Regions from separate parts of the Mus musculus genome. Here all the other regions are linked to region 1. Evidence: chromatin contacts called from public Hi-C and promoter capture Hi-C data. All regions are on one chromosome and are shown on one strand. Each heading gives the region's core, a stretch centred on a gene start, on an enhancer-like site or on the middle of the called end of the contact. The rest is flanking DNA. Distances are from core to core; before and after follow the strand shown. Region 1 holds the start of Gnl2 (guanine nucleotide binding protein-like 2 (nucleolar)). Region 2 holds the start of Trappc3 (trafficking protein particle complex 3). Region 3 holds the start of Sh3d21 (SH3 domain containing 21). Region 4 holds the start of Sfpq (splicing factor proline/glutamine rich (polypyrimidine tract binding protein associated)).

What was found. Promoter capture Hi-C pulls out the DNA fragments that hold promoters and counts their contacts. A called contact is a pair of places that touch in the nucleus more often than the background predicts.
Region 2: a contact with region 1 is called in a Hi-C map of B cells, with 6 read pairs. The contact joins the promoter of Trappc3 here to the promoter of Gnl2 in region 1. A contact is called at or near these places in 1 of 484 Hi-C or Micro-C datasets (B cells) and 2 of 115 datasets of contacts at active chromatin or transcription factors (astrocytes and microglia).
Region 3: a contact with region 1 is called in a promoter capture Hi-C map of pre-B cells, with 4 times the contacts expected there. The contact joins the promoter of Sh3d21 here to the promoter of Gnl2 in region 1. A contact is called at or near these places in 2 of 39 promoter capture datasets (liver and pre-B cells).
Region 4: a contact with region 1 is called in a promoter capture Hi-C map of liver, with 7 times the contacts expected there. The contact joins the promoter of Sfpq here to the promoter of Gnl2 in region 1. A contact is called at or near these places in 2 of 39 promoter capture datasets (liver and pre-B cells) and 1 of 9 other capture datasets (adipose tissue).

The regions. Positions count from the first base shown.
Region 1 is chr4:125,028,730-125,032,088 of GRCm38.p6, forward strand. Gnl2 (guanine nucleotide binding protein-like 2 (nucleolar)) reads left to right here and starts at 1,285. Exons shown (of 16, transcript NM_145552.2): 1 at 1,285-1,465. The coding sequence starts at 1,402.
Region 2 is chr4:126,260,746-126,264,067 of GRCm38.p6, forward strand. It overlaps Trappc3 (trafficking protein particle complex 3), which reads left to right and starts at 1,660. Exons shown (of 5, transcript NM_013718.2): 1 at 1,660-1,792. The coding sequence starts at 1,751.
Region 3 is chr4:126,161,634-126,164,826 of GRCm38.p6, forward strand. It overlaps Sh3d21 (SH3 domain containing 21), which reads right to left and starts at 1,708. Exons shown (of 16, transcript NM_001162533.1): 1 at 1,592-1,708; 2 at 1,333-1,490; 3 at 1,169-1,232; 4 at 820-938; 5 at 543-633; 6 at 335-390; 7 at 102-147. The coding sequence starts at 1,595. It overlaps Thrap3 (thyroid hormone receptor associated protein 3), which reads right to left. Exons shown (of 12, transcript NM_001356455.1): 12 at 2,449-3,193.
Region 4 is chr4:127,019,590-127,022,787 of GRCm38.p6, forward strand. Sfpq (splicing factor proline/glutamine rich (polypyrimidine tract binding protein associated)) reads left to right here and starts at 1,712. Exons shown (of 10, transcript NM_023603.3): 1 at 1,712-2,631. The coding sequence starts at 1,828.

The DNA of each region.
Region 1 (3,359 bases), core at 35-2,534:
CTAAGCTTATGGCCTAGACCCAAGAAAGCAGCCAATGCTCTTGTGAACAGAGTCATTTCGGGTAGTGGCATGTGCCGTGAAGTGAGGTGGGATGGAATAACAGGAAGAGAGTGGCTGACTTAAATCAGTAACTCAGCAAATACTTCTGCCAAAGGAGCTGCTGCCAGATAGATCAAGAGAATGTAGTTCCATTTAAAAACAAGTGAACAGTGAAAAAAATCTTTTGGTGTAGGGTCTCTCTATGTAGCTCAAGCTGGATTTGAACTTGTGACAATCCTCCTGCCTTAGCCTCTCAAGTATATCATGTTTCCTTAGATCCTTTAAGTTATCCTAAACGATGATTGGAATATAAGCTAGAAAGTGTGTTTATTTATTTTTAACCTGAAATTCAAATTTCACTGTCTTGTATTTTTTTTCTTGATGTTCTCCTCCCCCCCTCCTGCTTCCCCCTCCTCCTCCTCCTCCCCCTCCTCCTGCTCCTACTCCTACTCCTCCACCTTCTTGGAGACAAGTCATGCTATATAATGTGGACAAGTCTGGAACTCCTTCCTCTGCCTTTTGAGCATTGGTATTATAGGTGTGTGTCACCATGCTGATGAATTTGCTAGTGTTTGCAATCCTATGGATAGAGGATATTTGAGCAGGAACTGACCAGAAGGAACCAGCGATGCCGATTCAGGGAATGTGTGATCAAACAGAGCAACATTCAGTGTAAATGTCAGAAGAGGGAGAAATGAGGTCAGAGGAACGGAGCCAGATCACAAGTTTTGTAGGGATTGGAAGGAGTTTGAATCTGTCTCTCTTTGCGATAATAAACCATTGGAGAATTTAAAATCTCTCTCTCTCTCTCTCTCTGTCTCTCTCTCTCTCTCTCTCTCTCTCTCTCTGTCTCTCTCTCTGTCTCTCTGTCTCTCTCTCTTTCTTTCAAGCTGAGGCTTGAATCCAAAGTCTGTTGTTACTAAAAACTGCTCTACTCCAGCCTAAAATTTAAAGGCAGGTATGACCTGTTCTGATATTTGCCCGCTCTTGCTGGAACACTTTTAGAAAGGTTCAGAGGGCAAATTCCCATCAGCTCATGCACTGGGCCGAGAACAGGCTTCTCTCTTTTTCTCTTTCTCTCTTTTTCTCACTAAACCCAGGACTGCCCGGTGCCCTGGACGTTGCTATGGAAGGGACGCTTGACGGTTGCTAGACCCGGGGGAGGCGGGAGCAGGACAGAGGCGGAGCCGGGTCAGCCTTAGGCAAGCGCCGCGCGCTCTCAGGAAGTCGCGTAGCGCGAGCGGAAGTGACGTCGCGCGTGTTCAGGGTCCAACGTGCTTCACACAGGACGCTTTCCCGGCTGGGAAGTCGTGAAGTGGTTTACCTCGCGAGTAGCAGAGCGGTGTCGGTACTGTCGTCAGGATGGTGAAGCCCAAGTACAAAGGACGGAGCACCATCAACCGCTCGGCGGCCAGCACCAACCCAGGTACGGCGGACCGGGCGGGACCAGGCCGCAGGAGCCGTCGGGGACGGAGGAAGGCCCGTTCCGGCCTGGGCGGCGGACCCGAGGTCTAGGCACCTGCTCTAAAGTTGGGGGATGAGTCACGCCAGCCTCTGGCAGCCCCGAGGCCTCTCAGGAGGAGGTGTAGAGAAAGGCAAGTTAAAAGTGGGCTAGGGTCCTGGAGTCCTGGCACATGCCTGTCATCCCAGCACTTAGGAAGCTGAGGCAGAGGGGATCACGAGTTAGTGGCTATCTGGACTACAGGGTACAGACTGAAGACACAGAGTGGAGTAGGTTGGCCCAGGTGGCATTTTACCCTTAACCATAGCATTCGTGCCACCTTAGCTTTGACCGTGGAATCAGACCATGCATAAGCAACACTTCAGGTAAATATAGTGATTTCAATAGAGGTGGTTTTGAGATACGAGAAATTCCCATCTACAGGGCAAACAAAACAGGCTTTCGAGGAGTCCCTCCCACTTTGATTTAGCTACTAAAACTGTGTTTAAATATGGGTTAGTCATAGAGGGGCTTGGTGACGCATCCCTGTAGTTCCCAATACTGGGAAGGCAGGACAGACAGATCTCTTGTGAATTCGAGGCCAGCCTGGTCTGCATAGTGAGACTGTCTCAAACTGGTGGGGGGAAAAATTAGGTATACTCTTGTCTCCGTAAGGCTGCAAGGATAGCTGACTTCTGTATCTCCTTGTAATTTGCATAATTAGGGTTTTGATTAGATTTTTTTAAAAAAATGATGAAAACACTCAGAGACTGGAGAGAACATGGGGAGAATAAGAGCTCACTCGTACTGCTGTTGCAGGAGGACCAGAGTTCAATTCCAGTTCAATCAGCTCTCACCTACCTGGAAGTTCAACTCCAAGGGGAATCTGATACCTCTGGCCTTCAAGGCATCTACCCACATATATCCGTATAATGTTTAGTACTGTGTATGTAGCAGTACTAAAGGAGAACATGCAGGAAAGTTGCTGCGTTACTTTGTGATCTTTTATAACTGTATTAAGTCACATAATACCATGCATTTGGAAGATTCACTTGGGATTGGTTGGTGATTAGTGTGATGATGTTTCTAAGCAGGGGTTAAGTTTATCAACAGCTGAAAAATGTAGACGGAAACCTTGAGGGTTGGTAGGAAGAGGGACTCAGGAAAAGGATAGGTAGCCAGATGTGTGTGGGCCGACTTCTCAGGAGAGCCCTCCAGGGGTTTAGTTTGATTTTGGGTTCTCTCTTAAAATTTAGAGTGGGAGGGGCTGGAGAGATGGCTCAGGGGTTAAGAACGCTGGCTGTTCTTGCAGGGGACCTGCAGTGATTCCCAGCACCCATGATACAGACGACCATCTATCTGTAACTCCAGTTCCAAGAGATCTGCCACCCACTTCTGGCCTTCACTGACACGCTGTGTGTGTTTAGTGCAGAGACATGTGGGCAGGATATGGTATTACATATTATACTTACATATGAAGTATAAATAAATAAAATTATTAAAAATTTAGGACAAGAGAATTAGTTATGAATTCACAAAGAGGGTTTCTAGATATGCTGCTTCTAACCTCAGAAGCTGTGGGAATCAGTCCTATAAGCCATGATTTGTGTGAAATTTAACCCAACTTTTAGAACCCATCATCATCTCTTGAAAGTTAAGACAGGTGGTGGCTCACATCTTTAATCCCAGTACCTGGGAGGCAGAGGCAGGTGGATCTCAGTGAGTTTGAGGCCAGCCTGGTCTACAGAGTGAGTTCCAGGACAGCCAGGGCTACACAGAGAAACCCTATCTTGAAAAACCAAACCAAAAAAAAAAAAGACTAAAAATATTTTCTTTTTAAAAATATTTATTTACTTTATATTTGAGTTTTGCCTACATA
Region 2 (3,322 bases), core at 410-2,909, 1.2 Mb after region 1:
ATGAGACCTTACAGATCAATACATGTGCCCCGCCCCCACCCTTAATTCAAAACTGATGACTCGGAGAACTGTCCCAAAGAAAAGGCAGGGCCAAGTTCGGGAATCAGAGGCAGAGAGGGGGGATAATGAGTCCGTGAGAAGTCAAGGAGAGGCTCCACCTCCAGTCTGTCCAGAACCGCCCTGCCTGACAGCAGGCTGGGTGGGGTCAGGCGGCTGCCTGTGACTGTGACTCAGGTTTCTGTGGGCAGCCAAGGCAGCCGGCAGGGAGGAGCCCAGACCGACTGACAGGCTGGCCAACTGCTGTTTTCACCTCAGCTGTCCCCTCTCCTGGGAATGAAGGAGGCTCTGGACTAGCCTCACTGCTACTCTCCCAAGGCTACAGACTTCTGTCTTCTTCTTCTGCTCCCTTCTAGAGACCCTCATGCAGCCTCCTGAGGTCGTGCCACAGGATGGAGAGTCAGGGATCTCTGCCTCTAGGGAGGCCCCGGAATGTCTGTACTACAGGGAGAAGGCTATAATAATGATTGGTCCTATAACCTCAGGGAAAGACTGGGAGAAACCCTTGCCCCCCTCCAGCCTTCTCCTAGCCTAGCTGGCTCAGTATCTGGACAGAGCAGTTGTCATGGTGAAGGCCGGGTGGTACACAACAGTATATAGTTGCTGCAGAGACAGACAAGCAGGCTGAAGCGAGGAGACCTGAATTCCAAGCACAGTGCCCACAGGGCTGACCACTAAGGAGAGACGGCCGGAGCCAAATCCAAAGGGCTGTGGTCAGTGATGACAGGGCTTTGCCTCTGTGAAGGGTAAGAAGGGTTTGGTCAGCTAGCACATTCCTCAACGATTGTTGGGCTGTGTTTGGATCTGTTGGACTGTCTTGATAGTGTAGCTCGAAGGGAATCACATTTCCTCTGTGCCTTTTCTGTGCCCACGATCTGTGCTCATGTCTCATTAATATTTACAGCAACTGAAAGAACTTCAGCATCTGGCCTCAGATGGCAAGCCTGGGATTAGAACTCGGCACTGAGTGCCACCACAGCCGGCATCTTGGTTTTTCTGGGAACTAGGCAGGGTAGCTGTTCTAGAGAAGGGACGGTAAGTGATTTGGATTTGTTAAAAAGGCCACAAGTGTAAGGATGCAGGGCTTGGCTGTGTTTGGGGTTTGGGAACAGATGGCAGTTGAAAGAGAAAGCCGTTAACTATCCTGACATAGAATATGTGGTCATGCAAACTTTTTATAATGAACTTTAGACCTCTGTGTGAGCCATCGCTAGTTTTTCAGGACATCCTGGGCGCTTCTGGAGCTGATCTGCAGCAACAGAAAACAGTTCGAAATAGGGACTTTCCAAGACCAGTCTGGGAGAGAGAAGAATTTGCAGAACATCACAGTGCCAGTCGTGGGGGAGGAAAATAAGGACACTCTGTGGACAATGTAGGACTACCACAAGGTGCGGATGCCACCTAGCGGCCATAATGGTGCAGCCACCCGGGCGCTGGTAGCATTCCGGAGCTGCAGCTCGAGCTGAATCACGGGTGGGACTTCCGGGTAGAACTGCCGGATGCTGTAGTCTGACTTTGGTCAGCCGAACCACAAGTCCCGGGGTCCTCTGCGCCACACCGCGCAGGCGCAGTGAGGAGGGGCCGGTCAGTCCTAGACGCTGAGGGGCCGCGGCTGGGTTGAATCGGCGACTCCCGGGGTCTGGGATCTGGGTTGTGAGGAGGTGAGGTGAGGCGGCACTGAACGGTGGGCACCATGTCGAGGCAGGCGAACCGTGGCACGGAGAGCAAGAAAATGGTAACTGAGCGCGTGACCCGGCGGGCCGGGCGGAATCGAAGCTTCCTGGGAAGGGGCCTGGTGCTGGCGCTCCAAGTGATTGTCAAATGAGTCCTGCTGTGAGCTGTGGGATGGGGAAGTCCCAGTGTGGGTCATTCCCTAGGCGTCCGGCGCTGGGGCAGCTTGGGGGGACCCCTGAGTTGCCCCTCCGCCCGCTACACCCAGGTCTCTCGGGGTCGAGTGCTAAACCAACAACAGCGACGGTAATCAATAACAGTACCAACCATTTACTGATCTCTTACTGTGCGTTTGGTGCTAGGCTATTGCTTCCATTATGTCATTATCACAAGGTAACCTCTTCTAGGTGGATAATGTTATGGCGTTTTACAGCTCAGTGAAGTTTATGGGACATCCAGATTTACACTTCGGAAGAGTTAGGATTTAAACCCATGCCCCTCCATTTCTACAGTGAATATTTCAGCTTTTCACTATGCTTTAGGCATTGTGAGACTTAGACAGTGGTCTTGTCAGAAGGGGACTTGCCATCTAACATTAAGGAGTGAGCCGGCCTAAGTATTCAGTGGCCCCTGTAATGGTTGAGAGGATAACTGTGGTTCCTTCCCTAACCTGGGAGTAGTGGGACAGGATATAATCCCAAAAGGCTGGGCTGGGCTGGACTGGGTCTGGAGAGTCAGGTGGATATCAATTTTCTCCGAATCCCAAGGAAAGAGGCTTTCTTGTCAAGTGTTTTTTGTTTGTTTGTTTGTTTGTTTTTAGTGTATTCTTTTGCAGAACTGCCCATGCTGTGCCTTTGCTTTGGAGTTTCAAACTGAACATCTGGGAGCGGAACTGTAGCTCCAGTTGGTAGAGTGTCTGCTTAGCATGCACAAGGCCCTGAGTTGAATTCCCAGCACCACGTAAACTAAGCTTGCTCATGCATGCCTGTAATCCCAGCCCTCGGATGGTAGAGAAAAAGGGTCAGGAATTCAGGGTTGTCCTTAGCCCGAGATAAGATGGAGGCCAGCGTAGGCTACTTGAAGCTACTACTTGAAACTATTTTTAACACACAGAGTGTTGGGGACGTGGGGTGTGGGGCTCACATCAGGTTTGGGAGGTAACTCAGTGGTAGGATGCATATGCAGGATACTCTGAATTCAGACTTCAAAAAACAGCGGGACCAATCCGAGGTTGCCTGCCTGCTGACTAGATCTGGAAACCTATGTACTCCACTCTGGACAGTATGATTCAGTATGATTAGACTTTGTGTCTTATACCAGGAACAGCCAGCACAGGTGGAATCCCTGTTATTCCAGGCTGGTTCTTCCCCACCCCACCCCACCCCACCCCCAGAGCTGAGACTCTAACCCAGAGCCTTGTGCTTGCTAGGCAAGCGCTCTACCACTGACCTAAATCTCCAAGTCCCTAGGCTGGTTCTTTATAACCCTCGGACCACTTTCAAGACACAATGACAGCAATGATTCATCTCTACACAAATATTAAATTACACAAACACGAACTCAGTGATCAAAGCTGAGTTGGATCCTAGCACCG
Region 3 (3,193 bases), core at 458-2,957, 1.1 Mb after region 1:
GTCACTCTAGTGTGTAGCCCTTCCCTCCGCAGCCAGTGACTCCCTCCAACAACCTAGCCAGTTCACCTCCCACATAGATCTGGTACCGAGGGAGGGCTCACCTGTCCGCAGGTAGTCTGGAGGGCTGTCATATGTCAAGTTGCTCAACTATTGGGGGCAGAGAAAGGGGGGAATGAGACAAGTGTCAAGCCATTTTAAGAATTCGCTGGGAGTTGGAGATTTAGCTCAGTGGTAGAGCGCTTGCCTAGCAAGCCCAAGGCCCTGGGTTCAATCCTCAGCTCTGGGGGCAGGGGGGAAAGAATTCGCTGGCTGTGCCCACCATGACCCAATTTACCTTAGGAGGCCTCTGTGAATTTGGGGTAATTGGCGGTATGTCTGTATTTCCAAGGCCTGCAGAAGAAGAATCGATGGTGTTAGGGAGGTGCTAATTTAGCTAGGTCAAGGGAGGGGGCCAAAGGGGTCACGAGGTCAGGAGGGTCACTGGGAAGATCGCTGAAGATTGCTGAGTCTGGTCCCAGGGGATCACAGGGTCACGGTCTCACTTGGGGGCCCACTGTCCAGCAATTCCACAAAGTTGGATGGGAAGGCTCCCAACTGCCCGTTCTTCTCTCCCAGCCACCAGCCGTCCTCAATCTGGGGAAGGGGAAGGATGCGGGAGCATCTGGTTCTGTCCAAGAGTAACTGAGGTGTCCATCCTTGGTTCTACCCAAGGACTACATCCTCCCCAGCTGCCTCCCTTCCCATCGCCCCCACCCTTACTTCACTTTCTTCTGTGTGAATAGCTGCAGCATCTCCCCAAGTGCCCCCAGGACCCCTCACCTCCTTTATCACTTCCAAAATCTCCCCAGTTTGAAGCGTCAGCTCGTCTGCCTGCTCTGGGCTGTAGTTGAAGTTCACTCTGCACCATCTTTGGGGGTCCCGAGAGTTGATGGGGTGACCTAGGCCAGACAAGCAGGGAAGCAGCTCTGAGCAGGGAGCCCCGTCTGCAGCACTGGGGAAGAGTTGGACCCCAGAACTCCCTTTAGTAGCTTCAGGCCCCGCCCTCGAGCGGAGCATTGTACTTCAAGCCAATCAGGGGGCTGCAAAATAGCCGCGGGTGCCCCACCCACAGCCGTCATGTTCCACGCGGGCAGTGAGGCCCCACCCGCCGGCCCAGCGCCCGACTCACGGCGACTACGGCGCGGAAAGCGCGGTCTGGACTCGGTGACGCCCCGCAGGGCCTCCGGAATCTCCTGGGAAAATCACATAGGGGCGGCACTAGGCACAAGGCCCGAGGCTGAGGCCAGGGCCGCTCCTGCTCCCCCGCGCAGCCATACCCGTACCAGGCCTCACCTGCACCAGGCGCTTGGGGAAGCGACCGCGGCGGCCCCGCAACTCCCCAAGCAGCCAGCCCCGAGCGGGCCCCGCGCACACCTGCCGGATCACGTCCCCCGGAGCCAGACTCAGCTCGTCCTCCGTCTGCGCTCGGTATCTGGCCAGGACCAGGACCTCTACGGGCGGAAGCGAGCTAAGAAAGGCTGTGGGGACGTCCGTGGACTTTGCCCTTCGGAAAGTGTTTAGAAGAACCCACCCCGAACCCCCACACACATACCCATGACTTCTGGGGCTCCCTGCGCAGCCTGACCGTCAGGCTGGGCATTGGGTGCTCGGAGGGCGGGCGAAGCCGCCAGGCGGTAGACTGGATGTGGATGAGGCGGAGACTCGAGTCATAGGTCAGGATCCAGGTAGTAGGAGTGGGCGGCCTGGCTCAGCAGGTTGGGCCCCAATTCTTGAAGGAGGAGTCCAGGGTCTCAGCCCAGGGCTGGGGTAACAGCTTCCCCAAGAGCTCTACTTTAGCCAAGTCTCCCAACCTAGGCCAGACTCTATGTCTTTTATAACATTTCCTGGCCCACCCTCTTCTGGCTTGCAAGTTCTTAGCTGCAGGGGAAGGTGGAAGAGGTACATACCAGGGTGGGGCCATTCCTGGGAAAGTGGCCCCAGATAGAGATACTAGCTCCTGTCTCTGAAAAGCTATGGCGGGTATATTCCAAACTTCAACCCCCCCTGAAGCTTCGACTCACTTGGGGGCCTAGTTGGATTTCTGATAACTACTGCAGATTCTCCTTGGGGAAAGGCAGCAAGAATCAACTTTTAATAAGGGCTGGCAAGAGTCTGAAGGTTAGGGTCCACCCAGTTTACCAGTTGGGCTAGGCTCACCTCTTCCTTGTGGGTTAACATATAAAGGCCGAGCCAGCTCACTGCAGCCTTGACCCCTGCCCCAGCACCAAGGAAGCCAAAGTCCTGACTTCTGGCATGGTAGCTAGGTTTGGTTCTTGGAGGAGTCAAAAACACAGAATGCACAGCCTCCACTGAGAACAAGAAGTCCTTCTTCCCAGAGACGAAAACTATGGTATATTCTATGGGACCTATTAACCCAGGGTCACTCACACAAGCAACAAACACAGTCCGTTTACATCTGCCACTTCATTTATTGTTTTTATTTGCAGGAGGAGTTGAAACAAAAATTTAAGGGTGTTTTTTTGTTCTCCCCTAAACATGAATCATTCAAGTAAAACCAACATAACTATTGAAATTAGCAAAGTAAAGGGAAGTATGCACAACAACCCAAGAGCGAAGGCTGGGGAGGGAGGAGGGTGCAGTCGGCGTCCAACAGATGCGCGCAGGCAGCGGTTCACCTGCTGGGGACCGCTGCCCCGGAAGGCAAGCACAAGGACCCTTTAATGAGGATGCCCCCCAACATCTGAAAATGTTTCAACCCAAAACGTAAGGTTAAAGAGAAAAAAAAAAGGAAAAACCCAAAAACACACAACCCCACAGACCACCCAGCCATAACCACCATCCTTAATCATAGGCGTTTCTTTTCATTTTATAAAAAGATTAATAAAAAATATTGAAAAAATTATTTTCTCATCTTGTATTTGTAAAGATAATAGAATTCAGAAGTTTCTTAGAAAACCGTCCAGAAACTGCCCTCCAGTTTCCACTCCTCTTGCTGAAGACCAGCAGGACTACAAAGGTTGGGACACTGGAGCTGCTGGTGGAGAATGGGAAGCCCAGCCCAGGAGAAATGAGACAGAGCAGGGTGCATGGGGAGGCTGGGAGCAACTCCACGGGATACATGGCTGTGTAGAAAGGGGAACACGAGGTGGTCAGAAAGGCCTTAAACTCCTCCTCAACATACAAAACCGGTTTG
Region 4 (3,198 bases), core at 462-2,961, 2.0 Mb after region 1:
GTGATGAACCAACCATCCTCCTGGCTCAACACTATTGGGGTTGGGAAATCTGAAGGAAAAGAGATGCTGCCAGCTGCTTGTTTTCATACCAGTACTTATTGATACCTAAATATCATAAAACAAAAGAAAACAACAACAAAACATTAGTGTTGTGGGCTGAGAGTTGAATCTAGGGCCTCAAGCCCTTTATGACTGAGTTATGGCCTCAGCCATGCATAAACATTTTTTTTTTTCAACAGTGTTTCACTATGTATCTTTCTTGCTGGCCTGAAACTCACTGTGTAGACCAGGCTGGCCTAGAACTCAAGAGATATGACTGCTTCTACCACATGCCTGATGGGATCAAAGGCATGCACCAGCCCCATCCCGGTTAAAACCCAATGTTCATGAAGCTTTAAAGGGAGGGAATAAAAAGGAAATCTCGGCTGACCTGGTGGATGCATGCTTTTAGTCCCAGCACCTGGGAGGCAGAGGCAGGTGGAGGGCTGAGTTTGAGGCCAGTCTGGTCTACAGAAGTAGTTCTAGGACAGCCAGGGCTATGCAGAGTAACCCCGTCTTGAACAAAATCAAAAACAATTTCCTCTCCCATGATTTGTGCTTGTAAATTGTTACTGTACACACACATGGAGTCACATCTACCTCATTTACCCTTCTGCTGGAGAATAAAGTGAGTCTTCTGCATGTCACACAAGCCAGAACCCCAAAGGCTGTGTCCTCAGCTCTCTCCATACTTTTCCCTCTTGGACAAAGACTGCATTCACTCAAACCTAATGGCAAATTTTATAGTATTACAACAAACGTGTTGCTATGAAATAATGTTTTTTTTTTTCCCTTTTTTTTTTTTTTTTTTTTTTTTTTTTGGTTTTTCAAGACAGGGTTTCTCTGTATAGCCCTGGCTGTCCTGGAACTCACACCCGGCTTCCTTTTTCTTAAATCTTTACTTTTATTTATTCATTAATTTTTTTGGAGGCAGGGTTTCTTTGTGCAGTCCTGGCTGTCCTGGAATTTACTATGCAGCCCAGGCTGGCTTTGAACTTGGAGTCCTTTCTGCTTCCAGAGTGCTAGGATTAAAGGCATATGCCAAAACAACCGGGGCTTCTATTTTATTTTATTATTTTTATTTTATTACGTTTCATGTAGCCCAAGCTGGTTTTGAACTCAATGTAATTGATAATGTAAAGATAAACTTGCAGTCCTGATTACTAGTGCCTCCTCCTCCCAAATTTTGGGCTCACGTGTTTGCCAATCTGCTAGCCTTTGATAGGGTTTCAATAAAAGTAAAACCGTTGAGATTAAACTCTGTGAAATTGACTCTAACTTCATTGGCGTAGGAATAAGAGACAGCACAAGTTCAATTTATAACCTTGAACCCAGCGAAGATGTTAGCCAAGAATAGCGGACTACTCATAAGAGGAAAGAAAATAGCCTTTCAGCGCTATCAGGAGCTGATAGGGCCCTGGATATTTAATTTCACGCGAAAGTTGCAGGGCATGCCCATTCAAATTTCTTCCAACAAATCACAAAGGCGTATAGACACTTTCTTATCCGTTTATTGGTCAAATGGAAATCCCAGCCCTCCCTACCTCCCGCCTCTCACTAGGGAGCCAATTGGAAAAACTTAGGTTTCATCATCAAGTACTGTACTTGCTATTGGCTGTCCGAGCTGTCAATCTAGGGAAGGCGGGCCAGGCCGAACTGTCCTATTTAAGAAGAGGACAAAGGCGGCGCGCAGCTTGTGTCGTCCGCCATTTTGTGCTCAGCAAGGTGGCAACCACGTTCCCTGAGCGACTTCTCCGCTTCTGCCTCGACCGCCCCTTGACTACAGCTATGTCTCGGGATCGGTTCCGGAGTCGCGGTGGCGGCGGTGGAGGCTTTCACCGGCGTGGAGGAGGTGGCGGCCGCGGCGGCCTTCACGACTTCCGCTCTCCGCCGCCGGGCATGGGCCTCAACCAGAACCGCGGCCCCATGGGCCCGGGCCCTGGCGGCCCGAAGCCGCCGCTCCCGCCTCCACCTCCTCACCAGCAGCAGCAGCAGCCGCCGCCGCAGCAGCCTCCGCCGCAGCAGCCGCCGCCGCACCAGCAGCCGCCGCCGCACCAGCCGCCCCATCAACAGCCCCCGCCTCCGCCGCAGGAATCCAAGCCCGTCGTCCCCCAAGGCCCCGGCTCGGCGCCGGGGGTGAGCAGTGCGCCTCCGCCGGCGGTCTCGGCTCCGCCCGCCAACCCCCCGACCACCGGCGCCCCTCCGGGCCCTGGTCCAACCCCGACTCCGCCGCCCGCCGTCCCCTCCACCGCCCCCGGACCGCCTCCCCCATCGACGCCGAGCAGCGGAGTCTCGACCACCCCTCCACAGACCGGCGGCCCTCCGCCACCGCCCGCCGGGGGCGCCGGGCCGGGGCCTAAGCCGGGGCCAGGCCCTGGCGGTCCAAAAGGCGGCAAGATGCCCGGTGGGCCTAAGCCTGGAGGTGGCCCGGGCATGGGCGCTCCTGGTGGCCACCCGAAGCCACCACACCGAGGTGGCGGCGAGCCCCGTGGGGGCCGGCAGCATCATGCGCCCTACCACCAGCAGCACCACCAGGGGCCCCCTCCCGGCGGACCGGGACCGCGCACGGAGGAGAAGATCTCCGACTCGGAGGTGAGCGGGTTCTCGAGCAAAGCCGTCCGTTTCCCTAAGATGGCGGCGCCTGCCTACCCTCGGCGTTTTTTTTTCCTCTTCCCCCCCGCCCGCAGCCTAGAGGGCCTCCATTTTGTCCCCTGCCGGAAGCGCTCCTGCGCATGCTTGCGCAGGCGGGGCGGACGCGCGGCGGGCTGTGGAGGCCGCTAGGGATTGGCTTCCAGCGGGAGGGCATCCTCACGTCTTGGCGGTAATCCGCTAGAGGCTAGCGGTCCGGTCCCTTGGGACCCAACTAGTGCACGTCGGAGGCCTCTGTTTGGGAGAAAACAGGGCAACTTGGTGCTGTCTTCCTAGTCTGCATTTAGAGCTATTTGTTGACGTCAGAGGTGTATTGATTGGCGTTTGCTGATAAAGAGGCGATGTGTTTCAAAGCATTTTGTATACTCTGCTTCATATGGATTAGAGTTAGTGATCCTGTTGGATCCCCAAATATGGTTCAACCTGCTAGCCCTCATGGGAAAAAAGGGAGATCGTTAACGAATGCACGATGGCCTACTTTGGGACCACTAGACTTTTCCTGCTTTGGTG